Regions from separate parts of the Sus scrofa genome. Here all the other regions are linked to region 1. Evidence: chromatin contacts called from public Hi-C and promoter capture Hi-C data. All regions are on one chromosome and are shown on one strand. The core of a region is the stretch at or near the end of the contact, and the rest is flanking DNA. Distances in the headings are between cores, read along the strand shown.

Region 1 (7,193 bases), core at 3,058-5,557:
GAGCCAGCTTGCATCCACATGGATACTAGTTGGATTCGTTTCCACTGTACCACAACTCAGTTTTTTTTTCATTGGAGACTTTCTCTGTAAAGGAAGTGGTATGCTCACTTACATTCTGGTATAAGAAACAGATCCTCACAATGAGGGGGGAAAAAAAATTTGGCAGGTTGCTAGTCTGTAACAGAAGGCATATTAGAACAAACCTACCTAAAACTCATCACTTCTGAAAGTCTGCTTCTGCAATTTCAAATGTGGTTTTAAAAGTTTTAAAGCAATGTTTGAAAAAAATGTTCTTTCAGTATGTCTTACAAAGATCTTAGGAATGTTCAGACTACTGAGTCCATACCTCCCCAAACAGGTCCTTCAGAGCTGAAATAAGCAGCTGTTTGAACTGTGCAGCATTCAGTCCAACCCCACGATCTTGAAATTCTCTGAAAAAACATTAAAAAGAAAAAAAATGCATTCTTGCTATTCAGATTCATTGAAAATACAAAATAGAACTTAGAGGACATGAACTTACAGCCGGACTTTCATGTAGTGGTGCTCAGAGGGATTTTTGTAAACTATTCTTTCATATGTGGCAGCTGGGGCTGGCATCTTTTCCAGTGCTGATCACACCAACATTAAGAGTCAAGAGGGCTAGAAATTACCAAGATACAAGATATTTTTCAATTTTTTAATGAGAATTTAACCTATTTTATTTTTATTTTTTTTTTTGCTTTTTAGGGCCACACCCATGCATATGGAGGTTCCCAGGCTAGGGGTCTAATCAGAGCTGTAGCTTCCGGCCTACACCACAGCTACAGCCACGTGGGATCCAAGCTGCATCTGTGACCTACATCATAGCTCACAGCAACACCAGATCCTTAACCCACTGAGTGAGGCCAGGGATCAAAACCAAAACCTCATGGTTCCTAGTTGGATTTGTTAACCACTGAGCCATAACAGGAACTCCTGTATTTTATTTTTAAAAAGAACTCCCAGTACAATAACCCATCTAATTCTGGTCAAACTGATGTTACCATATAGATACAAAGGAAGTTTCTATATTTTATATGCCAGACTACTGTACTCTTATTTAAATCCCACCAAACATTTTCCCACACTGAGTACCCAACTTTGTGCTAAATATGGCACATGTCTTAGGGCCCATCTTCAAAATGATCCCATGAGGTAAAAGCTATTAATATTCCCATTTTTGAGAAGAGTACAATGAGGTTCGGCAAAGACAGGTCACACCTCCCCAAAGGAATAGAAGAGATTCCAACCACTCCAGAGCCCCGAGACCACTCTAGTATGACAGCTCTTAAAGGGAAAAAAAAAAAAAGGCATAAAGGAGTAAAATCTGAGTCCTCTTCCTGTTTACACTCAGTCAACACAGAACATGAACAGAATGAAGGGTAGATTTCTGCTGCCCTGCCCCCATGCTGGATCTGCCTATTCTCTCAGTCCAGAGGCCAGGCCTGCATAGGGCTATCTGTCAGCCTTGTGAAGACAGATTAAACAGCAAAGGTCTTAAAGGAATTCCTGGAATGGGCACTCAAGCCATTCCCAATAGATCTGGAACTTGGAAGAGCTCAGTACATGCTGTTCCCCCTGAAGAGAACCCCTATCCTGGGTTCCTCACCCACCTCACTCCACTCTGGATAGCTCCTACTCATCCTTCAAATTCCAGCTTAAAGTTCACCTCTTCTAGGAACATCACTTCTTCGGAGAGCCCTTCTCTGACACCTTGCTGTAAGTTAGGCTCCCTTGGTATGTCATCTCTTAACATTGTCTTTGTTTAATATGTGGTTCCCCCAACTAAAGGGACAGGAAATTGAAGCCTATCCAAGGAAAGGAACTTTTCCAAGGTCACATAGCTGTAGACCAGCATTCACAAAAACCTCTCCGGTCCCAGTTCCAACCACTCCCAGAAGACAACCTCAAGAGAAAATGAGAAGTCAAGGTCAAAGCCACTACATCCAACCACCTATTCAACAAATATGAGTATTTCCTGAGTCTGGCACAGAGTATTCAACAAACACTTATTGAATACATGACTGATTAAATGGTGGTAGCATTCAAGGGTGTCTCATTTCTCTTTTCTTTTTCCATCGCGCCCACAGCACATGTAGTTCCTGGGCCAGGGATCAAATCTGAGATGCAGCTACAGCAATGCTGGATCCTTGACCTACTTTGCCACAGTGGGAACTCTTGTTTCAGGACTGCAGTAGTTCACGGTGCTCCCTTCTCAATCACTACAATCTCCCCTGACTGGAAGGGCAGGGAGGACAGTATCCTCAATCATTTCATTCATTGCCTGGCACACAATAGGTGTTTATTAAACATTACTGATTGCCTTAGTGGAGGTGGCTGCCTGAGGTAGAGTGAGATTGGGCCTGGGGCTTAGGATGCCAATAACAAAGAAGACTTAAGGAGTATTCTGGAAATGGATAGTGGTTATAGTTGTACAACTATGTGACTATACTTCTTGCCAATGAAGTGTATATTTAGAAATAGTAAATTTTTCATTATGTTTATTTTATATTAAAAAAAAAACTGTAGGAGCAAGTGTTTATTGAGCAGTCACCTCTGACAGGCCTGGGTCTCAGAGTGACAGCACCGCCCTCTGCAGGTTGTCCTGAAACTAAAGGAGATGATGCCTGGGAAGCCCTCCCTACAGCCCAGTATATTCATTCACCAGGCTCACTGGGAAAATGTGAACACTTCTAAGTGGCTGTCATTATCATCATCTCTGAAGCCGGCCTTTTTGATGGCTGCAAGGATGCTCATTACCTTATCTATTAGCAGTAGATGTCCCTGCTTCCCTCCCTAATCTAACCGGGTGACCCTATTAAAACCTTAATAAGCCCCTTTCCTCAAGGCTTGAAGCCTTGAGTAAAGCCAAAGTCTTTACATCTAAGGTCCAACCTGATCTGTACCATTGCTTCCTCCCATCCCTCTGACCTCCTGTCCTACCACTCTCCTCTGCTCAGTCTCTTCTACCACACAGGCCTCCTAGCTCTTTCCCTCCCAGCTTTTCCATTCGCTGAAAATACTCTTCCTCCAGACAGCCACATGGTTCATTCCCTTGCCTCCTCCATAGCTTTACTCAATTTCACCCCTCAATGTGTTCCAGTGGCATTTCTATCTAATGTCACCCCCCCACGCCACTGCTCTATTTTTTCCTCAGAGCATACACCACTCTGTAGGTATACAGAACATAACTATGAAATCCACTTATTTTTTGGAGGGGTGGGGTGCGTTGGCGGCGAGGGGTTAGTTCTGGGGTCGAACCACCCCATAGCAGTGACAACACCAGATCCTTAACCCGCTGAGCCACCAGGAAACTCTGAAATTCTTTAATTCTCGTCTGCACTCCGCCCTGCTCCTCCCCCCTCCCACCCCGGCCTTACCAGAATGTACAATCCAAAGAGAAACAGGCATCTTTCCCTTGTTTTCTGCTGTTTCCCAGGAGGCTAAAACAGTGCATCACATACAGTAGGCACTCAGTATGTAATTACAGGACATAAACGATATAAAAATTTTAAAAAGCTCGGTCCTCTACTGTTTGGAGATTAAATTGTTAAGCTATCAGCCACTTAGGCTGGTGTTTTGTTTTATTTTGCTTTTTAGAGTTGCACCTAAAGCATATGGAGGTTCCAGGTTAGGGATCGAATGGAAGCTAGGGCTGCCAGCCTTACACCACAGCCACAGGAACGCAGTATCCTTAACCCACTCACTGAGCGAGGCCAGGGACCGAACCAGCAACATAATGGTTACTAGTCGGATTCGTTTCCACGCTGCCACAACAGTGGAACTCGACACCTGAACTGTTTTAAACAATAAGTAAAGCAGGCTAACTTTTTTCGATGACCGTCGGCGTCGACTGGGCGCCCACCTGGGGCCGAGTGCATGCCCCCTGCACATGTGGTCCCGTTCAGTCCTCCCGCCGCCCTCTGCAAAAAAGACCACGTTGTACAAAAGCCCAAGGAGATTCTCAGCACCGCCTCGCCTTCGGCCTGGGGCGCTGAGCGACCTGAGCTGTATAGGTACCTCAGGCGTCTCCGCGCTGCCTGCCGTCGCTCCCGCCTTGCGCGTGCCTTCCTGGCGCGCGCATCCACGCGTCACTAGCGCGGCCAACTAAGTCCACTGCCGGAAAACAGCCACGCTACTACGTACTTCCGTCTACCTGCTCTCCGAGAGATTAGCCTGACTCCTATTCACTGCAAGAATCCCTCAAGGCTTGGAACCTCTCGGCAAAGGCTGGAGCCTAAGCACGAACTAGAAAACTCCGGGGTCTTTACGTTTGGCTTCTGTCTGCCCCGACCCCGGATGCGTGACGGCTCGGGCGGATATGACGTCACAGCGCGGCGTTTTCCCGAAGGACCCGGGCGTGACTCGGGATCTGAAGCTCGCCAGGCTTAGCGCCCTCTCGTGCCCACTCAGCCTCTGGTGCGGCAAGCCGTGTGTGACTGAGGGCGTATTCAGACTGAGAGCTTTTTTCTTAGTCATTCATTTACTCAGGTATTCATTCGTTCAGAAAAATTGTATCTAGCATTTCTTCTGCTGAGCATCTCCTATGTAAAGTATTCCCCAAGGGCAAGACCCGTTCTCAGTGTCTCTTTTGGCTCATAGCACATAGTTTTTCTGTCTGGATTGACATGAAAAGTCCCAGATAGCCCTATTTCCAAATCTAAGACAATAGTTTCATTTATTCGTTTATTAAATAAGTACTTACTGAGCCCGTATTATGTGCTAGATGTTGGAAACAAAAGATAGGGCACTTGTATTCATGAAATAAACAAAACCCCATACAGTGTGGATTAATAATAATAGTAGTATTAATAGCTAATATTAATCAAATGCTTACGTATGCCAGGCACTATTAGCCTTTCAAGCGGCAAGCAGTCGAACTTAGGTTCGGTGGTAACAGCCTCCTCCAGTTAGACATGTGTCTGTGTCTAGGTATGCACATACATACATAGACACATAAGTATAATGTCTAGATGGGTCCCAAGGGGACTGATGGAGGAAGGATTGGGCTGTGTGGAGGGTGTAAGAGATCCTCACATTGTTTCAGCATTCGTTTTTGTTTGATTTCTTTTAAAGTGATAGGGCATCATTTTTATAATACTGATAGTAAGTAAAATTTAGGCTCCCAAGAGGGAGTCTTGGACCATACCCTTCTGCATGCCTCTCCTTTCACATGGAAGAATAGACTTCCTTAAGATGTCACCTCCCACCCCCATCTGCCAAGGTTGGAGAGAGGAGGTAGAAAATGCAGACTCAGGAGTTCCCGTCGTGGCGCAGTGGTTAACGAATCCTACTAGGAACGATGAGGTTGCGGGTTCGGTCCCTGCCCTTGCTCAGTGGGTTAAGGATCCGGCGTTGCCGTGAGCTGTGGTGTAGGTTGCAGACACGGCTCGGATCCCGCCTTGCTGTGGCTCTGGCGTAGGCCGGTGGCTACAGCTCCGATTCAACCCCTAGCCTGGGAACCTCCATATGCCGCAGGAGCGGCCCAAGAAATAGCAACAACAACAACAACAAAAGACAAAAAGACAAAAAAAAAAAAAAAAAAAAGAAAATGCAGACTCACTGTCCCTTATCTGCAATTCTAAAATCGAAGAAAAATCTGAAGACTAAATCTTTCTTCATTAGGTGCAATGCTTAATCTGAACCTAGGTGAAACATTTTGTAGCTTCTGTCCCATTTGCTGTGGATATGCACATTGTATACATCAGAAATATGGATACATTTGCTCATGTAAAGCAGCCCCAGGCCCCACAGGGGTGGGGGCGGGGGGTTATACAACCTATGGTATACATACCATAACAGCCCTCTAAAATCTGAGAATTTCTGGAGTTCTTGCTCTAGCACCACAGATTAAGAATCTGGCATTTTCTCTGCAGTGGGGGTTTGAACCCTGGCCTGCTGCAGTGGGTTGAGGATCAGGTGTTGCCACAGCTACGGTACAAGTTGAGTCTGCAGTTTAGATTCAATCCATGGCCCAGGAACTTCCATATGCTCTAGGTGTGGCCAAAAAAAAAAAAAAAAAAGCTGAAAATTTCTTTTTTTTTTTAATCTATATTCAAAGATTAACTTTATTTTTTTTACTTTTTTTATTACTCAAATGAATTTATCATATCTGTAGTTGTATAATGATCATAACAATCTGATTTCACAGGATTTCCATCCCACAGCCCAAGCACATCCCCCACCCCCCAAACTGTCTCCTCCGGAGACCATAAGTTTTTCAATGTCTGTGAGTCAGCATCTGTTCTGCAAAGAAGTTCAGTCTGTCCTTTTTTCAGATTCCACATGTCAGTGAAAGCATTTGATGTTGGTGTCTCATTGTATGGCTGACTTCACTTAGCATGATAGTTTCTAGGTCCATCCATGTTGCTAAGAATGCCAGTATTTCATTATTTTTAATGGCTGAGTAATATTCCATTGTGTATATGTACCACCTCTTCTTGATCCACTCCTCTGTCCATGGACATTTAGGTTGTTTCCATGTCTTGGCTATTGTAAATAGTGCTGCAATGAACATCGGAGTATGTGTGTCTTTGCGAGTCGTGGTTTTCTCTGGATAGATGCCCAGGAGTGGGATTGCTGGATCAAATGGTAGTTCTATTTTTAGTTTTCCGAGGAATCTCCATCCTGTTTTCCACAGTGGTTGCACCAATTTACAATCCCACCAACAGTGTAAGAGGGTTCCTTTTTCTCCACACCCTCTCTAGCACTTATTGTTTGTAGACTTTTTGATGATGGCCATTCTGGCTGGTGTAAGGTGGTACCTCAGAGTGGTTTTGATATGCATTTCTCTAATAATGAGTGATGTTGAACATCTTTTCCTGTGTTTTTTGGCCATCTGTATGTCTTCTTTGGAGAACTGTCTGTTTAGATCTTCAGCCCATTTTTTGATGGGGTGAAAATTTCTGAATTCAATAGCACATCTGGCTTTGAAAGATGTGGTAATGGATTGTAGACCTACAGTCACACTCATAGTTGCTCTTCAGTGACAGTTACCCAGTCCCAGCCAGCACTGACTTTGGGTCATGTTTTATTGTTACCTTAGTGCCACTTTCTTTCCCTAAGAATCCTTTCTTCTCCTCTCATTCCCTGCTGGAGCTTGGCAGCCTTCTAGGTGTGCCCTGAGGTTCCTAGTCATTTAACCCCTTGAGGGTTTAGAGGCCAAAGATGCAGAA
Region 2 (7,193 bases), core at 2,711-5,210, 110 kb after region 1:
ACAGGTGGACATGCTGAAATGCCCAGAGCTGCTTGGGCAATGGAGTAATCCTGGGAGCTGAGCGTGGTCAGCAGACACACCTGCACACAGAACTAGCAGATGTCGGAGCTAGGGGAGCCTTAACTGTGCTGTGCCTGGCTCTCTGGATCTGAAAGGATGGCTTCAAGATGGCTTCGCCCAAACATGAAAATAGCGTTAAGTTCAAATCTAACCAGGTGGCAAACAAAGGAAACCAAGTCAGCTGGCTGGAGTCAGGGAAATTCTGTGGACAGTCATGAGCTGGCAGTTTGACACATCTTCTCATTCTTTATCCAGTCGGATGAGGCCATGTAGACCTTAACTGCATCACCACACCTGGGATACATTAAAGTCTGTTTCCCAAACTCATTTAAACACTGTGGTCCCAGTTTTTTGTCATTGCTGCAAAACAACTGCACTATGGTTTTTCTCTATGTTCATCTTGAAATCCATTCATTTCTTACTGAAATAAATTCATTTCTAAATGAAAGTTCATATACTAAGGCAAGAAAACAGTGTAATTTGCCATAAAAAAAATGGTAAAAAGAAGCCCAGTGAAAAACCGAACAATGTTAAATTGTGCCTTAATTCTCTTGTTTACAGAAAGCTCTCTCTTGGTTTATACAGAAGCTTAGGGAGCCATTAAAGATAAGCCAGAACCTTTCTCCACAGTTGAATCAGGAAAAGTGAAAATAACTGCAAAAGGAACACCATGTTCAGTGAACTGTTGTTATGTGCTGTCATAGTCATGTCTCTTCCACTGCCCAGGCTCCCTGCCCACACTGTGGACACTGTCCTGGTGCCCACAGGTTGAGGCAGGGCTGGTCCTGTTTCCCAGTCCTAGGGACTGTCCTGAGGGCCTTTGACGGGGAGGGGGAAACTTCCCCCTTAACCCCTCTTGAGTTCTTGTGGCTGGACTAACAATAAAATTGACACAAGACCGATTAACAGGAAAAAAAGAAACAAAGCTTAATTTGTATGGGAGTTCCCGTCATGGCTCAGCGTAAACAACCTGACTAGTATCCATAAGGACGTAGGTTCAATCCCTGGCCTCGCTCAGTGGGTTAAGGATCTGGTGTTGCCGTGAGCTGTGGGGCACAGACATGGCTCAGATCCCACGTGGCTGTGGGGTAGGCCAGCAGCTCTAGCTCTGATTGGACCCCCTAGCCTGGGAAATTCAATATGCCCCAAGTGTGGCCCTAAAAAAAAAAAGAGAGACAAAAAAAACTTGTGCACGAGGTCTCATAGAAATGGGACCTAAGTGGCCAAAGCAGGAAGGGGTCTTTTATACTTTTTGGACAGAAGCAATGAATTTGTGAGGAAATGAAAGGACAAAGAAACTCAGGTTTGGAGTGCTCAATTAGTGAAGACTCTAAATAGAATTTGGGCTCGAGATAGTCAACTGAAGTAACAAGGTTTGTCTGCAAAGTCTTCTCAGCCCCAATGCCCTATCTCGGGTGATAAGGGTGTCTGCCCTTTCTTCTACCTCCGAACACAGGGGTGCACCTTTCAGAGGGGAGATTATTTCCTGCTTTCAGGGAGCTGGAAAGGAAGGGCAGAGCGTCCCTCCTGCCTTGGCTGTTTCTTAAGGAACCTTAAGTAACTTTACTTCAATATAATCAATATGCCAAAATAATCAATGTGGCGTATTTTGTGGCATATTTTTGGGTGGCCTGCCCTGAGCCCCAACACAAGCTAAAACCAGGGCTGGACTTTTGAACACCCTGTGAAATGGCTGTTCAGTCCATTCCAGATCTCAAGCAGGAATCCTGGTTCGACCTCAGCAACCAACAGAGTGGATTAAAGTGACTATTTTCCCTCTCCTTTCCCAGGATTGTGCTTCGAGGCCAAGAGATTGTCAGCTCTGTTGTTCCTGGCTCAAACAGCATCTTTGACTTCCAGAAAGCTTACAGGTTGACTGAAGAGAAGGTACGGCTGTCATTTTGTCTTTCTGTGTCACCATCTGGGGAAGATGGGGTGGTGTCACCCAGGGGCATTCAGGCCACCACTGGAGACACATTAGGCCATTTGACCTTGAGTTTCAAAGCCAATGATTCCCTGACTTGAGGATTTGTCTCAGTTTCTGATGGAACTGGTCCAGAATGATGCTCTGAGTGTGTTCTGCTGGTTGACTTGAGGCATTTCATCCTGGGCCTCCTGGAGCCTGAATCTGTTCGTCAGAGTGTCTCCTAATTCCCCAACTTATCTCTCTTTTTTCTTTATAGGCCCTGGATGTCAGCGACCACTTTCCAGTTGAATTTAAACTTCAGTCTTCAAGGGCCTTCACCAACAGCAAAAAATCCATCTCTTCAAAGAAGAAAAAAAAGGCCAGTCGTACCTAAATACAAGGCACCATTTTATTAACCATTTCTTGCCTCTCAATAAAGCAAGAACTGTTCCTTGTGCTTGGGAAACAAGACTGGTCCAACTGCTTTCACAATTTCACCTTGAATCTAATCCACCTTGAGCCAAACTGGGAAAGATGTCTTCTGTTCTTCCTCCTGGGCTCATACCTCTCCTGAATTGCTCAAAAGGAAACCGGGGGCTTTTGCAGTGCAAAGGGATGGCCTTCTTACCCTGAGCTAGAGCCCCACCAGCTGTCACTGCTCAACAAGCCGAGAGAGGCCACAGGAGGAAGAACATTGACTTTCGGTTTTCTTGATGGTGTCCTGTTCCACAGGAAATGACCAGACACACCAAGAACACCAAGGCCCCAATCGGACCCCATGATTTGGGCAGTGAGCTACTTTTCCTGACTGAGGTCACACAACCATGGCATCTCAAAGGCGTGAAGGATGAAGGCCATTCCCACTGGTCTCCTAGCCTCCAAATAGTCCCCCAACCCGGCCAGCCTAGTAACCACCTGTGTCATCCTTTGAGGTTCTGATCTGACCACAGCCCTCCCCTCCCAATCCCCATCCCCTGCTTTTAAATCCTTCAGAAGCTCCTGTCACCACCTGGAGAGAACCCAGGACATCTGGATGCCCATGAAGATCCCTATTCCCTGGCCTATCATGTCAGTCTTACCTTGGTCCCACCATGCACTTTAGCTCAGCAAGACTGCCCCTTCCCCGCAGGCCCCAAGCACTCTCTCCTTCTGGGCTTTGGCTCAGGCCATCCCAGAGCCTGGGCTGTGCCCCCACCCCACCCTCACATATGCCAATAGCCCTACTGTAAGATTCACCACACTGTGTGTGTGTCACCAAAACCACTCTTTGGGCTCTTTGGGGGATCTGGTGGGACAAAGGTCGAGCTGGCTGGGAGGGACTGGAGGAGTCTGTTATCTCTCTGCAAGTGAAGCCTTGCAGAGGAGTCCAGCAGAAAGGCACGTTTTACCTACACCCAAGGTGACCATTTGGGTTTCCTTTGCTTTGTCTTTCCTTACATTGTTTCTTTGTCCAAGTAGTACATGAACAGGGTTAAAGTCTGCAAGCAGTACCAAGGAATAAGCAGTGACAAGGAACGCTGGCCCATGCCCCCAGCCCTGGTTACCTGTCTTCGAAGCAGCCCCTCCCTCTCTCTTTTTTTTGGCCACACCTGTGGTGTGTGGAACTTTCTGGACCAGGGATCAAACCCGTGCCACAGCAGCAATCCAGGCCACTGCAGTGACAGCTCCAGATCCTTAACCCGCTGCACAAGGGAACTCTTAGAAGCAGCCCCTCTTAGCAGCTTACACATTCCTCCAGAGAGAGTCTGGGCATAAATTATCACCACGTGTAACCTTGAGAAACGAGGGGTAGAGCATAGTAAATACGTAGTCCTTCCCTTTGCTGATTTTCCTAAATATATCAAGGACAATGTGACTTTTGATACAAGAAAAAGAGACCACAACCATGATTTCTGAAATGTGGTTACATGTGACTGAGGGAATAAAACCCAAAGGGCACGGCCTTAAAAGGGGAAAATCATTATCCCCTCCGCAAACACTCAGTTAACCTCAGAGGTCTTGCTGGAACTGACAGGGGAGGTGGCAAGGCTGTGAAATGTCTGTCACTTCTTCTGAGCAGAGGTCACTGAGCCAGGAAAACTCAGTTTCCAAGGTCCAAAATGGTCAGGCAGGCAATTCACAAAAGAGCTTATGTTGAAGGAAAGGATTATCCTTTTCCTCCAAAGACCAGCATCCTGCCTGGGACAAGAGCCCTGTGCTTGGGGGATGGGGAGAGGCAGAGGAAGTGGGCCAGACACTAGTGAGCCTGTCCACCGCTCTGACCTGGTCTTGCCACCCTGAGGCCTCCTCGGCGACATGACGTCTCTCTGTGCCTGCACTGGAGCAGCGTACTGGTGCCATAGGCATCTGCCAGCTCTCATTCTGGGCAAACTCTGCAGGACAAGAAGGGATGGAGAGGGGCTTCTTCTCCCTGACACAACTTCACAGAGCTACAGACATCCCCACCCACCCTTACCTGCCGCCACTCCTTCCCCAGCCTGGCCTTGCTGGGACAAGGGGGAGGGGGAGGGAGGTGTACCCTGGTCCTAGGCATTCTTCCAGCTTGGGTTTTGTCCAGAGGGTTTGAAATCCCAGGGAACCTGTTACTGTACCGATCCCAGGGCCCGACACCCCAGGAATGTGTCTCAGGAGGTCTACATTTTAAACAAGCTCGTAGGTAATTTGAGGATCAGACTTTTCTCTCCTTAATTCTTGAGGACCAGATTCTCAGGTTGGAGAAGATGGTAAGCCTTCCTTGGCATGAAGAGGAATAACATGGTGCACACCTTCACCTTCACCAGTTGTGGGACCTTGAGCGGGTCACTAGCCTTGTTTCCTTATGCATAAAATGGGGAAAAAAACAATCAACTTATGGCCAGGGATGGCAGCCTCAGCAATGAAGCCTCCTACCACCTCCAAAATCATCACGGATGTATGACCTGCCATGTTCAGGAAGAACTCAGATTGGAATATTTAATGACGCCAATCCTAGGGTTTTAGAACCGCTTTGCAGCCTATTTCCTGAAACGCATTTAGACTTAGCCAGCAAAGACCAGCCCGGCCGCACTCTGTTGGATATGGACGATGGTACAGAAAGTACTACCCTGTGAAGAAAGCCACCCCCGCCCTTGACCCCTTCCACCCTGGTGAGTGGAACCAGGCAGACATTCATCTTCGCAGACCAAACAGTGAGAAGCTTTCGGCGGAAGGGAAAAGAAGGCCTCACCACTCAGGACCTGGCCTCCTCCCAGCCCAGGGAGAGCGAGGAGGCTGACACTTAAAGCTGAATGGCCTGTGTCGTGCAGAACTCAGCTTTCTTCACAGGGGAAAGAATCATGCCAAAATAAATAAAAAAGAATTTTAAAAAAGAACTGCCTATAGTGGAAAGAGTATTCTGTGTAGGAAGCCTGTGTCACTGCTGTGAATGCAGGCAGCACCCTCGGCAAATTGGAATGAATGAAAAGCAATGCGTGAACCACCTATTTCATAAAATACATCTGTTACACAAGTCGCCTACTTCCTGCTACTTGGACTTTTCACGCTCCCATTTATCAAGGGAGGTTTCTCTCCCTCAGACTTGCTGCAGAATCATTTTGTATGAAGTGTGGGCTGTGTCTCCCCCTCAGAACTATGAGCATCGGTGGTGACCGCTGGATCCATCACCTCAGCAAACTGGATCGCCTTGTGCCTTGTTGGATTGCCAGAATGAAGAGAGAAATGTGTTCTTTTTTTCGTTTTCCAAACAATGTAATTGCTACTTGATAAGGAAAGAACATTGTTCTAGTTCATATTTAATTTGAATTAAATATATTCTATGGTTTATATATATAAAAAAAAAATCAACTTCCCAGGTGAAGGTCAAATAAGGCAATGTATGTAAAACACTGACTGTGTGCCTGACATCCCGTAAGCCCTCAACAAATGGAGGTTGCATTTTTTAAATTTGTTTTTTGTTTTTCTGGCCATGCCTGTGGTTGTGGTATGGGGAAGTTCCTAGGCCAGGGACTGAACCCCAGCCACAGTAGTAAGCCAAACCACAGCAGTGACATGGCCAAGTCCTTAATCATTAGGCCACCAGGGAACTCCAAGGTTGCATTTTTATTAACAGGACTTGCTCTGCTGAAGGGTAGGCCACTCAAGCCTTTGGGTTCATATGGCTCTCAATTATTTAGAAGGAATTTCTGCCACACAAGGAATCAGGCCAAGGTTTCACTTATCATTCATTATAGCCCCTCCTTCCAGTCCTTGTTATTTTCTTGTCCTCATCAACATCCCTTTCCGGCCTCAGACAGACATGCTCCCAGTGCTGTTCATCCTGTCCCTGTGGGTGGATCAGGGGTGGGGAGGAGAAGCTTCTCCAGTTCAGCAGCCCTGGCTCCCATCTCTTCCTCAGGTTGGAGAAGACAAGTATAAAGGGCAGTTAACAAACCAGGAGAGGAGAAAGTGGACGCCACAAAAAAAGTGACAAACTGGGAGTTCTCGTCATGGCCCAGCAGTTAACAAATCTGACTAGTATCCATGAGGATGCAGGTTCAATCCCTGGCATCGCTCAGTGGGTAAAGGATCTGGCATTGCCGTGAGCTGTGGTGTAGGTCGCAGATGTGGCTTGGATCCCATGTTTCTGTGGCTGTGGTATAGGCTGGTGGCCACAGCTCTGATTGGATCCCTAGCCTGGGAAACTCTGTATGCCTCGGATGCGGCCATAAGACGCAAAAAAAAGCGACAAACTGGAGGCCACATCTCTCTTCCCTCCCAGAAGGAGAAAAAGCACCCAGCACAGGTGGGGATGTGGGTGAGAGAGGACACATCTGCATCAGCTGCCAGATCTCCCCATCAGGACTTCCACCTAAATGATTCTAAAGGCAGAGGCCACAGTGAGGAGCCAGTGTTCCCACGCCACTTACCCACAGGTCCCATCAGGACCCTAGAACCAGTGCTTCCAGCTTTAAGATTCAGGGAAGCTACTAAACTTAGGTAAAACTAAAATAATTTCAAGGAAACAGGGATGTGCATGCACACACACACACGTGATTCTGGAAAAATGGGCTGGGAAGAAGTGAGTACCTGGTGGGATATAACTGTATGACTGCTTGGTTCCCCAGGCTTCTTGGAGCCAAAGGCAAAGGTGCCCTAGTCCCAGTCACCAACTCTTGTTCCATGACATTGCCGCTTCTTCACTGGCTCCACCACTTCCACCCTTGCCCCCTACAATCTGTTCCCCCCCCCCCACCCCAGAAACCAGTGTGCA
Region 3 (7,193 bases), core at 1,726-4,225, 110 kb before region 1:
AATCCCTTTCCTCTCACATCTAGTGAGCATATGGATGTAGATTGGCTTTGAAAAGATTATGGATTTAAAATTCAGCACTTTTGATCTTTTGTGTCTTTTCCTCTGAATCATAAAATTAAACCTAGCTTTTCAAAACTGGCCAATTTTAAAAGGAAGGCACATATACTAAGGAAGATACCTAATGGGTAGGAAATGTCCAGTCATTATTTCAAAGGGAAACTGCCATCTGAGACCAGCTGAGTCCTATGGACTCGCCATTGCCTTCCTGATTGAACCAGCCAGACTGGCTGCACAGACTGTATGTTCCCGGTTTTTGCGGATCTCTATGTACATATAGCCCAAGAATACTGCCCTTTGTCTAGACCACTGGCCAGAGTCTGGCTTCTCTTCAGGTGATTCACTGTTGCTTTACCTTTATGTCTCCTGTTGCTTTGTAACTTTATTTATTTACTTATTTTTGCTTTTTCTAGGGCCACACCTGCAGCATATGGAAGTTCCCAGGCTAGGGGTTGAATTGGAGCTGCAGCTGCTGGCCTACGCCAGAGCCACAGCCACGTCAGATCTGAGCCTCATCTACAATCCACACCACAACTCACAGCAACGCCGGATCCTTAACCCACCGAGTGAGACCAGGGATTGAAATCGCATCCTCATGGATGCTAGTTGGGTTTGTTACTGCTGGGCCAAGATGGGAACTCCTGTTGCTTTGTAATTTTAACCTTGAAATCTTTCAGTGCTGGATGGTGGGAGAGGAGGGAGAGCTGATGCACATTTTCATTCTAAGCAGAACACAGGAATCCCCGAGGGCTGATATCTCAAAAACAGGGGCTTCCCAGGGTTTGCTGTGAGTGGGAAGTGCTGGGGTTTTCGCCAAGTCTTTACCAACTAAAGAATGTCTCTTGCCATTGGGCTCTACAAGGACTGAGTCACTTATCATCAACACACCCTGAAAGGACTTCAGGACGGAGATCAGGAATCAGACACTCTGTGCTCTGAGAAAATTGGCAGAACAGGCCTTTAGGCAGTTACATATTTTTAGGCCAAAAAGATATGAACCCAATTTCTTGCACGTTACCATACTTAGACAAGCACTAAAATCCTTAACTAAAATACGTGTCTCCTGACTATCAGGCACCTTCCATCAAAATGTGTACTTGACTGCATACCCATCTCCCAAATGAGGTATGTGCTTACCTCTTCACAGCAGTTCCTCAGAGCCATCTGAGAGGCAGTCCCCTGGGGCGCAATCCTCAGTAAGTCCTCAAATAAAACTGAAACTCACAGCTCTCACATTGTGCACCTTTACTGCAGTCCACAGATTGAAGGGACTAGGGGACAGTGCTGAGGGAGACTTGGAAGGTCCTCACTGCATACTTGAGAGACAATCTCTCCACTTTACAGATGACAAATCAGAGGCCCAGAGATGAAAGCCCATCTGTATGCAGCTGCACCCAAATTTCTATCTCTGCTGCTACCTAGCTCCAGCCTCTAGCTCCAGGCTCCTATATCCAACCTGGTCTGACCCACTAACCTAAATACAGCGTATTCAGAATGAATTCTTACCTCCCACCTGCTCCCCATCTCCTCCCCTCCCCCATCCATTCAACAGCAACAAACTCCCCAAATCTTCCTCATTTTTTCCCCTTGCCTCAAGGCAACCTTATTGATTCTGGTCCTAAACAGATCTCAAACCTATTCTCTCCTCTTCACCTCAACCCTCCAGAGTCCAGTGCTCCCTCTGCCAAAGACTCTCAGGTCTCCCTGCTTTTGCTTGAATCCCCCTCCTCTCTTTCTCACTCAGCAACCAGACTCCTCCTCACCTGGTCACTTCCCTGCTGCGCTGGCTTCTGAGAGCCCTGAGATTAAACCCAGACTGGCAGCCTGCAGCCCTCAGAAGAGTTTTTGGAATGTCCTGGGCATGAGTAAGGACTGACAGAGTCCCCAGAGGTCCTATCTGACCACCGCCCACCCCTATCCCCACCACTGCATGCAGGGTCAAAAAGAGACCAATGAGAGGAAGCTTCCAAAGGCTTCCCTAATCAGGTATTTGACCCTATAAAACCCTCTAGGGAGTTCCCGTCGTGGCTCAGTGGTTAACGAATCCGACTAGGAACCATGATGTTGCAGGTTCGATCCCTGGCCTTGCTCAGTGGGTTAAGGGTCTGGCGTTGCCGGGAGCTGTAGGTAGGTTGCAGACGCAGCTCGGATCCTGTGTTGCTGTGGCTCTGGTGTCGGCTGGCGGCTACAGCTCTGATTGGACCCCTAGCCTGGGAACCTCCATATGTCCTGGGAGCGGCCCAAGAAATGGCAAAAAAACCCAAAACAAAACAAAACAAAAACCCTCTCTAAATGCAGGTTGTTGTAACGCAGACCCCAACTTCTGCTTCAGGAAGCAGTAATAAAAGACTACCCTTTAGAGTCAGGCAGTCCTAAATTCAAACCCTGACTGATTTAACCAATCCCTGCTTCAGTTTAACCATCTGCGAAATGGAGCTAATGCTATTAATTACCTGAGCGGGTTCTTGTGAGAAATAAGCCATAAAGCACAACACAACGCCTGGCACACGTGAAAGCTTTGGTTCACACTGTAAGAAATCAATAGACGGTGCTGTCCAAGAAGGAGTAGGCTCGCTTGTAAGATTGTAAATTTCCAGTCACCAGTTTGGCTTGGTGCCCAAAGGATTTCAGTGCCTGCGGAAGCCTGGCCTGACACATTCCTCAGCCTCGAGTTAGACCTTTGAGTATGACTTGGGGTCACTGCGCTCCAACAAGCAGGGACGTGCTCTCGGCGTGCACTGTGCGTGCCAGGAACCGCCCACCTTCAGCAAACTTGATCCGAGTGGGCATCAAGCCAAGCTGACGGACCACCCTCGCGCCTCCTCGGCCCCGCCCCTCGACCCTGACGCCATAGGGGGCGGGGCACGCAGGCGCCGTGCCCTGCCATTGGCCGGCACCGGCGGGGAAGAGCGGGCTTGACTCTTCTGCAGCCCCGCGGTGTTGTCATTTCTTGGCGACTAGAGGACACATTCAAAATGGCGGTAGTGGCTGGGCTGGTGCGGAGGCCCCTGGAGCAGGTAGGCAGCGGCTCACTGGCCCCAGGATCCTGCGCGATCCCTGCCATCCTGCGTCCCCTCTAAGCGTCCTTTTTCTCCCCGCAAGGTCTCCGGGCTGCTGCTGAGGAGGCGCTTCCACCGCACGGCGCCGGCGGCGCTGCAGGTAATTGGCCCAGACGCTAACCAGACAGGGAGGGGTCCCTCGTCCTGGGGCAGAGGCTGGGGTGGCATGTCAGCCGCGCAAGGCTCATTGAAATCAGATGGCCGATCTAATTAGACTCCATACTTCTTCTCTCACCCCCTTTAAAATGTACTTTTGTAGTAAAATACAAAATTTCCCATTTAAACTGTATGTTCAGCGGCACTAAGTAATTCACCATATTGTCCGTTCACTACCAGAATTTTATCATCCCAAACAAACTGTACCCATTAAACAATAACTCCTTATTTCCTCTTAGCCCCTGGTAACCTCTTTTGTACCTTCTGTGTATATGAGTATCTATTCTCACTACCTCCTGTAAGTGGTAAATAAAGATTTGTCCTTTATCTGGTTTATTTGTCCTTTTTCTGGTTTATTTCACCATGTTTTTAAGGTTCATCCATGTTGTAGAATGTCAGAATTTCCATCCTTTTTAAGGTTAATATTCCGTTGTGGGCATATACATTTTGTTTATCCATTCATCTTTAATGGACCTTTGGGTTGTTTCCACCTGTTGGATTTGTGAACAGTGCTGCTGTGAACATTGGTGTGCAAGTATCTGAGCCCCTGGTTTCAGTTCTTTTGAGTATAGCTAGAAGTGGAATTGTTGGATCATATGATAATTCTGTGTTCAACTTTTGAGGAATTTCCTTCTCTATCCTTTTTATGTTACTAGAAAATTCTACCAACCTGTGTGATAAAATAACTCTTAGATGCTGAAGGCAACACGTTTGGCAGTACCAGGCACTTAGTGAGTGCTCAATATGTAGTATAATTTAAGCTTACTTGACGTTCTCTGCCTCTACAATATACTACATGTGGAAATAAAACTACCTAGTATACTTTTTTTCTTTGTTTTTATAGCTGCAGCTGCAGCATATGGAAGTTCCTAGGCTAGGGGTCCAATCAGAGCTGCAGCTGCAGGCCTGTGCCACAGCCACAGCAGCACTGGATTCTAGCTGCATCTGTGACCTACACTGCAGCTTGTTGCAATGCCAGATCCTTAACCTACTGAGCAAGGCCAGGGATGGAACCCATATCCTCATGGACACCATGTCGGGTTCTTAATCCACTGAACAACAATGGGAATGCCGTAAGTCTACTTTGTACGTAGTAATCAATCCATCTATGAGCTTATCTGGCCAACAAGCAGATTTTTTTTTTTATAGGTAAGAAATAGATTTATTAAGATAGGATGCTTGTGAGAGGTACAAGTAGACGGGCAAAGAAGCACTGCCTGCAAGCAGATTTCTTAAGCCTAGGTGCATGTCAAGAAAAGTGTTTAATGTATTTCTCATTTACACATCCTATCAAAGACTGGCTGTGAGTGATAGAAATGTTACTTTTAGAATTCTTTGAACTTTTTTTTTGTCTTTTTAGATAGGATTCTTTGAACTTTTAAAGAGAAGCCTGTTCTAGTGATAGTTTTTATATTGTATGCTGTGGGCAGCCTAGGTAAAGGGAGAGAATCTCAATGGTATCCTAAGTAATCCTGTAGCTCATTGACTGCTTTCCCATACCTGTGACAGGTAACAGTTCGTGACGCTATAAATCAAGGTATGGATGAGGAGCTGGAAAGAGATGAGAAGGTATTTCTCCTTGGGGAAGAAGTTGCTCAGTATGATGGGGCATATAAGGTAACCAAGATACATGAAAGCTATACAGAATTGAGGTGGCCGTTTGCCCCCAGGACACTCAAAAGTAATGGGGTCGTTGCTTAATTGTAGGTTAGTCGAGGCCTGTGGAAGAAGTATGGAGATAAGAGGATCATAGACACTCCCATATCTGAGGTAAGCCTTTCATCAGGAAGCAGGCCTTTGAGGAGGCATGTCTATTAAAGTGTACACTCTAATAATTTTTGTGGATTTTTACTTATGTTTGTGTTTCACTTTATAGATGGGCTTTGCTGGAATTGCTGTAGGTGCGGCTATGGTATGTTGTCCTCTTTATGAATCTCATCCAAAGAGATTTCTTTTTTTATTTTTATTTATTTTTTTGTCTTTTTGCCATTTCTAGGGCTGTTCCTGCAGCATATGGAGGTTCCCAGGCTAGGGGTCTAATCGGAGCTGTAGCCACCGGCCTACGCCAGAGCCACAGCAATGCGGGATCCGAGCCGAGTCTGCGACCTACACCACAGCTCACGGCAACGCCGGATCGTTAACCCACTGAGCAAGGGAAGGGATTGAACCTGCAACCTCATCGTCCTAGTTGGATTCGTTAACCACTGAGCCACTATGGGAATTCCCAAAGAGATTTCTTTTAACGTGACCTTTTAAAAACATTATTTGAATGTTGGAGGAATAAAGTGGTTGCTACTCTTGTTTCTTGTCTTTTTAACAATCATGTTTTTGATTTGACAGGCTGGGTTGAGGCCCATTTGCGAATTTATGACCTTCAATTTCTCTATGCAAGCCATTGACCAGGTTATAAACTCAGCTGCCAAGACCTATTACATGTCGGGGGGCCTTCAGTCTGTGCCCATAGTCTTCAGGGGGCCCAATGGTGCCTCAGCAGGTGTAGCAGCCCAGCACTCACAGTGCTTTGCTGCCTGGTATGGGCACTGCCCAGGCTTAAAGGTGGTCAGCCCCTGGAGCTCAGAAGATGCGAAAGGACTTATTAAATCAGCCATTCGGGATAACAATCCAGGTCAGTAGAGTGACCCGTGGGTCACTTTTGAACATTAAAGAACTAAAATGAAATATCTGCATAGTAGGCACCATTGAAAACTTCTACTTAGGCTTAGACGTATCATATGAAATGTTAATGATTTACAGGCAAAGTAAAGATGGGGGAAAATGTGTTGTTTTTCTTATTTCTGACTTACAAGGGGCCAGTTAGGTAAAGGAGAAATATACTGCATGCTTACAACATTGGTTTATCCCCATAGGTAGGATTGACCAGTCTGCAGATGTCAGTACCTAAACCATCCCCAGGAGGTGATAGGCACAGGGCACATTTAAACTTCTCACAGAATGTGAATGACAGTGTTGTATTTGGTCATGCAGTTTTGTTTAAATATTTCTATTTTGCAGTGGTGGTGCTGGAGAATGAATTAATGTATGGAGTTCCTTTTGAACTTCCTGCAGAAGCTCAGTCAAAAGATTTTCTGATTCCTATTGGAAAAGCCAAAATAGAAAGGCAAGGTGAGAATAAGAACTTAGTATACATTTAAACATTACTTGTTATCTGTCTCCTCTATTTATATTGGTCAAATTCAGTCCAAAGTTACTGCTTTTTTACTTTGGGAAGTTTTAGCATGAGTTCAAGTTAAGAATGTGTCATGCCTTGATTGGGAATACATTTGTGCTCTTCTAGATCTCAGTCCAGTGGATTTGTATTTCATTTCTAAGGCTGCAACATTCCTTATCTCACTGGAGTAAAGTGGAGTTTAATATCTTATAAATGAACAATAGCCATAGCTGGCTACAAAGCAGGACTGTGTCTTTAGTTTCAACCTGACTTTTCATCTGTAACTGCTTTGTTTCAGGGACACACATAACGATAGTTTCCCATTCAAGACCTGTGGGCCACTGCTTAGAAGCTGCCACAGTGCTATCTAAAGAAGGAATTGAATGTGAGGTGAGTTACATGTGGGATGGATACGAAGGTGATAAAGTAAACACACCGGTTGCCTATAAAGTATTCATTCTTGGGAGCTGCCATCGTGGCCCAGTGGTTAACGAATCTGACTAGGAACCACGAGGTTGTAGGTTTGATCCCTGGTCTTGTTCAGTGAGTTAAGGATCCAGCGTTGCCGTGAGCTGTGGTGTAGGTCACAGACGTGGCTCAGATCTAGCGTTGCTGTGGCTGTGATGTAGGCTGGCAGCTACAGCTCCAATTAGACTTCTAGCCTGGGAACCTCCATATGCCTCCGGAGCAAAAATACAAAAAAAAAAAAAAATATATAATAAAAAACAATGTGAGGTGAGTGTTCTTAAAGA
Region 4 (7,193 bases), core at 2,484-4,983, 80 kb after region 1:
TTCCAGCATAAGGGTGACCAATTCATTCTGATTTGCGTGGGACTTTCCCTGTCTTAACACTGAACATACCCTACTCAGCCTTGGGCAAATCAGGACAGCTGTCTACCCTTCCTGACTCTGCAGTCAGAGGAGTTATAATAATCCAGATAAAATGGTGGCCAATGGGACTCAAGAAGGTTTGAGGAGTTCCCAATGTGGTACAACAGGATCAGTGGCGTCTCAGGAGCACTGGGACACGGGTTCGATCCCTGGCCAGGCACAGCAGGTTAAGGATCCAGCATTGCTGCCTCTGCAACTTAGGCCGCAACTGCAGATCAGATCTGATCCCTGGCCCTGGAAATTCATATGCTGCGGGTGGCAAAAAAAAAAAAAAAAAAGAAAAGAAATAAAAATAAAAGGATGAATTTAAAAAAGAAGAAGAAGAAGAAAGTTTGAGTCCCAGACTTACAATGGAAATTCAAAATCATTACAGTTTTGTAGCCACAGGATGTAGAAGGATAGCTCAGCAACACAGAAAACTCAATGAAGCCAAAGGTAAGTTGAATTATATGAGTCCTCCAGGGCGGAAGCTGTCTTACTCATCTTTGTATCCCCCTGCATACTTAGTAGGCTGATTTCCTAAGGTCATGTGTTATGAATGACACATGCTTGCATCTCAGTCCAGTTTGGGGACAACTCTGGAGCAGGTTTTGCATGCAGAGGAGAAATTCCATCCTGAAATGGGATCCTTGCTTTGAGAATTATTCATGAGTCACTGTCTGATTAAGCACTGACACCTTCCGCTCATTACTACCCTCCCCACCCAGTCTTTGGGACTGATGTGGTTTTCAGTAGAGCTATATATAATTACCTAATCCATGATGACCCAGAAGGAGTGTCTATCCACAGAGAATACCACATAACCTACTGAAGTCCCCTACTCAGAGCCTGGGGTGTCTTCCTAGCTCTCATGTGCCCTCTGTGTGGGGTAAGCAGGAGGGTTCAAAACACATGGAGAGAGTGCCCCACATACAGGGGGTCCAAGAGATGGGGACATGGATTGTTCTTGCTGTTCCAAGATGGAATATTGATGGGGCCTTATCACTGCTCCCTTCCAGGGAGAACACGTTATCGGAGACTGACTAGGTGCTCCAATTCTGGTGAAACAGTGTTGATTGTGCCTCTTACTTGCTGTGAGATCTGGGGCAAGTGACTCACCCTTCCTGAGGCTCCATTTCCTCTTCTGTAAAATGAGGATAATAGTAATACTTGATGGAAGGGAGGGTTTAAAAATCGAGTACCTGTAAAGAATGTTTGTAATGTGGGCCCTAATACAGCTTAATGCCCTCAATACCCTAACAGGGGCTATGGCTGCTATTATGATTTTATATTGCAGTGATCCAATGTAAGTACAGCATACCACACTGTTCCAAGGGGAGAACAGCCCCCAAATCAACAAATGTAAATCAGAATGTCAAATAGCAAGTATTTTATTTTATTTTTTTATTGCTTTTTAGGGCCATACCTGTGGCATATGGAAGTTCCCAGGCTAGGGGTCGAATCAGAGCTACAGCTGCTGGCCTACACCACAGCCACAGCAATGAGGGATCCAAGCTGTGTCTGCAACCTACACCATAGCTCATGGCAATGCCGGATCCTTAACCCCTGAGCAAGGCCAGGAATGGAACTCATATTCTCATGGATACTAGTTGTGTTCATTACTGCTGAGCCACAAGGGGAAGTAAGCAAGTGCTCAGTAAATGTTAGCTGTTAGGAGTTGCTGTTGCGGCTCAGTGGTAACAAATCTGACTAATATCCATGAGGATGAGGGTTTGATCCCTGGCCTCACTTAGTGAGTTCAGGATCCGGCATTGTCCTGAGCTGTGGTGTAGGTCACAGATGTGGTTCAGATCCTGTGTTGCTATGGCTGTGGTGTAGCCTGGCAGTTACAGCTCCAGTTTGACTCCTAGCCTGGGAACTTCCATATGCCACAGGTACGGCCCCAAAAAGACAAAATACAAACAAAAAAATGTTAGCTGTAATTAAGAGCTTCTCAATTGGCTTCCTGTGTCTCAGAAACACCTAGCTGCTCTATGACCACTGGGATAAGATTATTTAAGAAATTCCATGAGACGCATAAATAATATTCATGTCCCTAATACATCGCCTGAATGTAATCATAAGGACACTTTAGGCAAACTTAAAGTGGGGGAGATTCAACAAAATAAGTGGCCTATACACTTCAAGAATGTTGAAGATATGAAAGACAAAGAAAGATTAGAGGTGACTAAAGAGACAGGACTGCTAAGAACAATGCATAATCTCGGACTGAATCCTGAACCAGAAAGAAAATATTGTGTAAAGGACATTATTAGAATAATTGGTAAAATTTGAATAAGGTTTGCCAATTAGGTAATAATGTTGTATCACTGCTAAACTGTCTAGTTTTTCCTGTGGTTATGTAAAAGAATATGCTTAACCTTGAGAAATCACTTCAAAGTATTTACGGGTAAAGGGTCATAATGTCTCAACTTACTCTCAAATGGTTCAGAAAAAATAATCCATATACAGAAAAAACTAATGGAAAAGCAGGTGTGGCTAAAGGTTCACTAGTGACTCTGGATGAAGGGTATGCAAATTGGGGGCTATTTTTGCAATTATTTGTGTATGTGTGTCTTTTAAGGGCTGCACCCATGGCATACGGAAGTTCCAAGGCTAGGAGTCGAATTGGAGCTGTAGTGGTCTGCCTACACCATAGCCACGGCCACACCAGATCTGAGCTGTATCTGTGACCTACACCATAGCTCACAGCAACTCTGGATTCTTAACCCAGTGAGCCAGGCCAGGGATTGAACCTGTGTCCTCATGGATACTAGTCGGGTTTGTTACTTCTGAGCCATGATGGGAACTCCTATTTTTGCAACTAAAAAAATATATATATATTATGGTCTTACCCATGGCATACAGAAGTTCCCCAGGCCAGGTATTAAATCTGAGCTGCAGCTGCAATCTACCTTGTAGCTATGGCAATGTCAGATCCTTTAACCCACTGTGCCAAGCTGGGGATCAAACTCCTGCCTCTGCAGTGCCCCAAGCCATTGCAGTGGGATTCTTAACCAATTGCAAAACGGCAGGAACTCCTATTTTTGCAACTTGTGTGCATGTTTGAAATCATTTCAAAATAAAAAGTAAAACATAAATAAAAACAAAGCTAAGGAGTTCCTGTCGTGGCGTAGTGGTTAACGAATCCAACTAGGAACCATGAGGTTGCAGGTTCAATCCCTGCCCTTGCTCAGTGGGTTAACGATCCGGCGTTGCCGTGAGCTGTGGTGTAGGTCGCAGATGTGGCTCGGATCCCGCATTGCTGTGGCTCTGGCGTAGGCCGGCAGCTACAGCTCCAATTAGACCCCTAGCCCGGGAGCCTCCATATGCCGTGGGAGTGGCCCTAGAAAAGGCAAAAAGACAAAAAACAAAAACAACAACAACAACAAAAACAAAGCTAAGAACTACCAAGCCCTTGAAAAAAGAATAAGAAATTGTGCAGTTAAAGGAAGCAGCCAGTTCCCTGCTCACCAGTCAGCAGCTGTGAGAATTCTCTGCTCCTTGGTCCTGTTTCTCAATGTACAAGCCTGAAAAGGCCAACTTTATAACATGCAGCTTTAGAATCTTCCATAGAAGTGGAGACAAGTCTTCACTTACAGGAGTAACAAGAGAAAGGCTATAAATAAACTCAGGGCAGTGTAGAGGCCAGTGGGAAGTGGTGGGCCGGGAGCATCATCTGACATGCCTGCAACCTTTTAACCTAGATTGGGTCAGAGTGAAAAGCTCTGTGGTGCCAGAAAAAACTTTTAGCATGGAGATGCCCTTTCAAGGGGCAAAGAAGGTGAACTTGGTTCTCCAGGAAAGGAGCAGTGTTTGCTACGAGCCAGAAGAGGGCACTGTTTTACCCATGTTATCCGTCCAAGGGTGCCAACAAGTGGTTTTGCAGGTCTTCAAGATCCCAGGGGGCAGGATTGGAGTGAGGTGAATGAGACAGTCATGAAAATGCAGAGTTGGATCTTTTTTTTTTTTTCCTTTTTCTTTTTAGGGCTGCACCTGCTGCAAATGGAGGTTCCCAGGCTAAGGGCTGAATCAGAGCTATAGCTGCCGGCCTATGCCACAGCAACGCCAGATCTGAGCCTTATCTGCGACCTATACCACAGCTCACGGCAATGTTGGATCCTTTATCCCACTGAATGAAGGCAGGGATGGAACCTGCGTCCTCATGGATGCTAGTCAGATTCTGTTCCACTGAGCCAATGTTGGGAACTCCCTAGATCTTATCTTTATTTTATATTTTGATAGTTTGTTCACTATGGATGTTTCTGGGTTAATTTGAATTATTATTCTAAATCAATTATTAAAATTCATAAAATTATTACTGGATTGTTTGGCACTCCCTTAAAATTTGCTCCTGAAGCCAGTGCCTCATTCACCTCACACTATTTCCACACTGGCAGATCTAACCCATTAACTGTAACACCACCAGCTCAGAGATTGCAACTGGTCAGATGTGGTCTGTAGTTAATGGGCCATTTTGTACCCATGAAGAAAATTTGGCAAAGGGAATTAATCCTGAGAACCTGAATTCCAGCCTTTCATGTCACTTCACAGTCAGCGACTAGAGCCTGACTTCACCTCTAAGTCTCAATTTTCTCATCTGTAAAATGGAGATGGCAATCCCTTCTTTGCATGGTTTATTCTGAAGGCAGAATATCACCCCAAGTGAATACCCCCGAAGGCCTAGACACTGTGCTGACTCTTTAGTCGTAAACTCACTAAATCTTCACAGCTCTACCAATTAAGGGCTGTTATTATCCCCATTTTTAAAGGTGAGGAAATGAGCAGGCACTTATGGCTGAGGCTGAACAGCCATAAGTGGAAGTTCATATGCTTTAACCTCCACACTAGCATCCTCAACACAGGGTTATCTCCAACTTCGTGGGGGCATCTGGCAATGTCTGGAGACATTTTTGGTTGTCATAACTAGGGAAATGCTTCTAGTATCTAGTGGGTAGAGGCAAAGAATGCCCCCTACAAAGCATGGGGTACAACACAGAATTACCTGGCCCCCAAATATCATTGTGCCAAGGGTGAGAAGCTGGTCGACACTTTGCTCCCAAGTTCAGGGGGTTGTGTGGGAACTGAGCACTCAGCCCTCTGAGAAAGGCAGATGGTGTGTAGTGGTTGCTGTTATTATTTATTTTGTCTCAGTGGCTTGGGGTCTCCCTTGGTTATCCAGGGACCTGAGTCCCCCTTTTCAGCACCCTCCCAGGGTGGCTGAGAGGCTAGGCTCTGGAGTCATGGCATCACAACATGCACTCAACAATGATTTATTGAGCACTTGCTATGTGCCCAGTCCTGTCCTGGGCAGCACAGTCTCGCAAGGGAGTCTTGCCCCACTGAGCTATCTCGGGGATTAGGGGGACAGACATTAGACTACACCCAAGCTCACTGATAATACACTGATGTACATTGTGATACACATCATGAAGCAAAGACTCGGGCTCCATGAAAGAGAATAAGAGGGAAGCTCCTGATGGGCTGAGGGGTCAGCGAGAGAATGGCATTTAAACTGAGACTCGGAGGTTGGAGGAAGGAAAGAGCACTGTAGGTGGAGGGAACAGCTGTGCCAAGGCCTTGGGGTGGGAAATGAAAGCCAGGCAGCGAGAGCGGAGGCCTGCAGGGGAAGACGAGGAGAGTAGAGGGTGTGACCTTGCAGAGGTGGGTAGGTAGAGGCCACAATAAGGAATCTGGTCATCATGTCAAATAAAAAGCCTTTGAAGGGTTCTAGTCAGAGCAGCAGCAGCCTTCAGAGAGCAACCTGACTGAGGTGCTTCTGACACAGCCCCGTGTGGAAGATGCAGTGTGGGGTCAAAACTAGAGCGCGCTTCATTAGCTGGAAACCTGTCATACAAAGGGGAGCTCTCTCACAAATAAATGCAACTTCTCTGCCCCAAACCCCAAGCTGATTGTGAAACTTAATGAGTAGAGTGATCTCCATTCATCACAACAACAGGGGCTCAGTCCTTATTAGATACGGAGTGACACAGGTCACTGGAAATACCTGTTTTGAGTGATGCGGTTCTTCCCCTGCCAACAGTGGAAACTCTCCTGTGGGCCCCTTGTTTCTTTTTGCTGCTTTTGGATAACTTACCCTGTGGCACTTTCACTCCCCCTGGAATCCCCATCTTGTCTTCCTCAAGTTCCAAGGTGTCCTTTCTCCCCCACTGACTCCCCTCCCACCAGCTCGTGTGGAATGGCCATGGCTGCAGATGGTGTCTAGGGCCATGCGTCCCAACTCCTGATCCTCATGCTTGCTCACTCATATGACATGCATAGGACTCTTCAGTAGGGGCTTACTGACAAGGACTAGACCTTAAGGCTTTGAGGGGATCTGATTGTCTCCTTTTTTTTTTTTTTTTTCTCTTTCTTTTTTGGCTGCTCCGAGGCATTTGGAGTTGCTGGGGTAGGGATCAGACCTAAGCCATAGTTGCAACCTATGCTGCAGCTCAGCAACACCAGATCCTTTAATCCACTGTGCCAGGCTAGAGATGTACCCTGTGTCCTGCAGAGAGGCCCTTGATCCTGTTGTGTCACAATAACTCCAGGACGGTGTTTCCTAAGGTGGACATTGCTCAAGATACTAAAGGGAAATTATAGTTGAGCAGCTTTCTTTACAACAGGACTTTTCAGAACATTTAATATTGCTAGTGTGTAATAAAATCTCCAAGAAGGAGTGTATGTATGCATCCTTTTTTTTCAGGAGCATCTTATTGACTAGTGTTTTGAAGTACATGCCCCAGGAAACATCATTTGTCACCACTAAATGGCAGAAGGAAGGATGCCTCAGAGTGTTCATTGTGGGTCAGGCCAGTATATGCTTTCCTTCTAGGCTCTAGGCTTCCAGAAGAGATGGTCTCAAACTTCCACTTCCCAACCCTGGAGCCTGACAGGAAGAATGGAGGGTTTCTGCTGTCTCTGGCCACCAGCCCAGCCTTGTCATTCCAGCGCCTCCACATTATCAGGGACTCATGGGGCTGGGTGGGAGCCACATGTGGCTAAGTTGGCACAGAAGGACATGTTGGCATGGACACTGTTTAATCTGCTTAAAAGAATAAAAAGCTTTTGGCACCTTATCTTTCTTTTTAACTACTAAACGAGTACACGTTTCT

The links. Promoter capture Hi-C pulls out the DNA fragments that hold promoters and counts their contacts. A called contact is a pair of places that touch in the nucleus more often than the background predicts.
Region 2: a contact with region 1 is called in a Hi-C map of fetal liver, with 2.0 times the contacts expected there. The contact joins the enhancer-like site here to the promoter of RPP14 in region 1. A contact is called at or near these places in 2 of 5 promoter capture datasets (both in liver), 22 of 47 Hi-C or Micro-C datasets (alveolar macrophages, brain, embryonic fibroblasts and 12 more) and 2 of 2 datasets of contacts at active chromatin or transcription factors (alveolar macrophages and skeletal muscle).
Region 3: a contact with region 1 is called in a Hi-C map of liver, with 5 times the contacts expected there. The contact joins the promoter of PDHB here to the promoter of RPP14 in region 1. A contact is called at or near these places in 2 of 5 promoter capture datasets (fetal liver and liver), 9 of 47 Hi-C or Micro-C datasets (alveolar macrophages, blood, embryonic fibroblasts and 5 more) and 2 of 2 datasets of contacts at active chromatin or transcription factors (alveolar macrophages and skeletal muscle).
Region 4: a contact with region 1 is called in a promoter capture Hi-C map of liver, with 6 times the contacts expected there. The contact joins the promoter of ABHD6 here to the promoter of RPP14 in region 1. A contact is called at or near these places in 1 of 5 promoter capture datasets (liver), 2 of 47 Hi-C or Micro-C datasets (heart right ventricle and skeletal muscle) and 1 of 2 datasets of contacts at active chromatin or transcription factors (alveolar macrophages).

The regions. Positions count from the first base shown.
Region 1 is chr13:40,059,292-40,066,484 of Sscrofa11.1, reverse strand. RPP14 (ribonuclease P protein subunit p14) reads right to left here and starts at 4,307. Exons shown (of 6, transcript XM_021069098.1): 1 at 4,039-4,307; 2 at 521-639; 3 at 347-431. The coding sequence starts at 597. LOC100515579 (hydroxyacyl-thioester dehydratase type 2, mitochondrial) reads right to left here and starts at 4,336. Exons shown (of 5, transcript XM_021069097.1): 1 at 4,039-4,336; 2 at 347-431.
Region 2 is chr13:39,953,623-39,960,815 of Sscrofa11.1, reverse strand. DNASE1L3 (deoxyribonuclease gamma) reads left to right here. Exons shown (of 8, transcript XM_021069068.1): 7 at 1,851-1,947; 8 at 2,244-2,432. The coding sequence ends at 2,360. Among named protein-coding and RNA genes, the nearest start is that of DNASE1L3, 19 kb to the left of the region's middle. Within about 2 kb of position 3,960, at least 6 of the 83 cell types and tissues checked have an H3K27ac peak or open chromatin away from gene starts, as enhancers often do. A contact at or near this core is called in fetal liver, where this site is marked.
Region 3 is chr13:40,163,284-40,170,476 of Sscrofa11.1, reverse strand. It overlaps PDHB (pyruvate dehydrogenase (lipoamide) beta), which reads left to right and starts at 2,975. Exons shown (of 10, transcript NM_001244398.1): 1 at 2,975-3,074; 2 at 3,160-3,216; 3 at 4,782-4,889; 4 at 4,980-5,042; 5 at 5,149-5,184; 6 at 5,613-5,898; 7 at 6,285-6,395; 8 at 6,740-6,831. The coding sequence starts at 3,033. LOC110256254 (a long non-coding RNA gene) reads right to left here and starts at 2,832. Exons shown (of 3, transcript XR_002337600.1): 1 at 2,511-2,832.
Region 4 is chr13:39,979,076-39,986,268 of Sscrofa11.1, reverse strand. It overlaps ABHD6 (monoacylglycerol lipase ABHD6), which reads right to left and starts at 3,733. Exons shown (of 10, transcript XM_021069089.1): 1 at 3,553-3,733.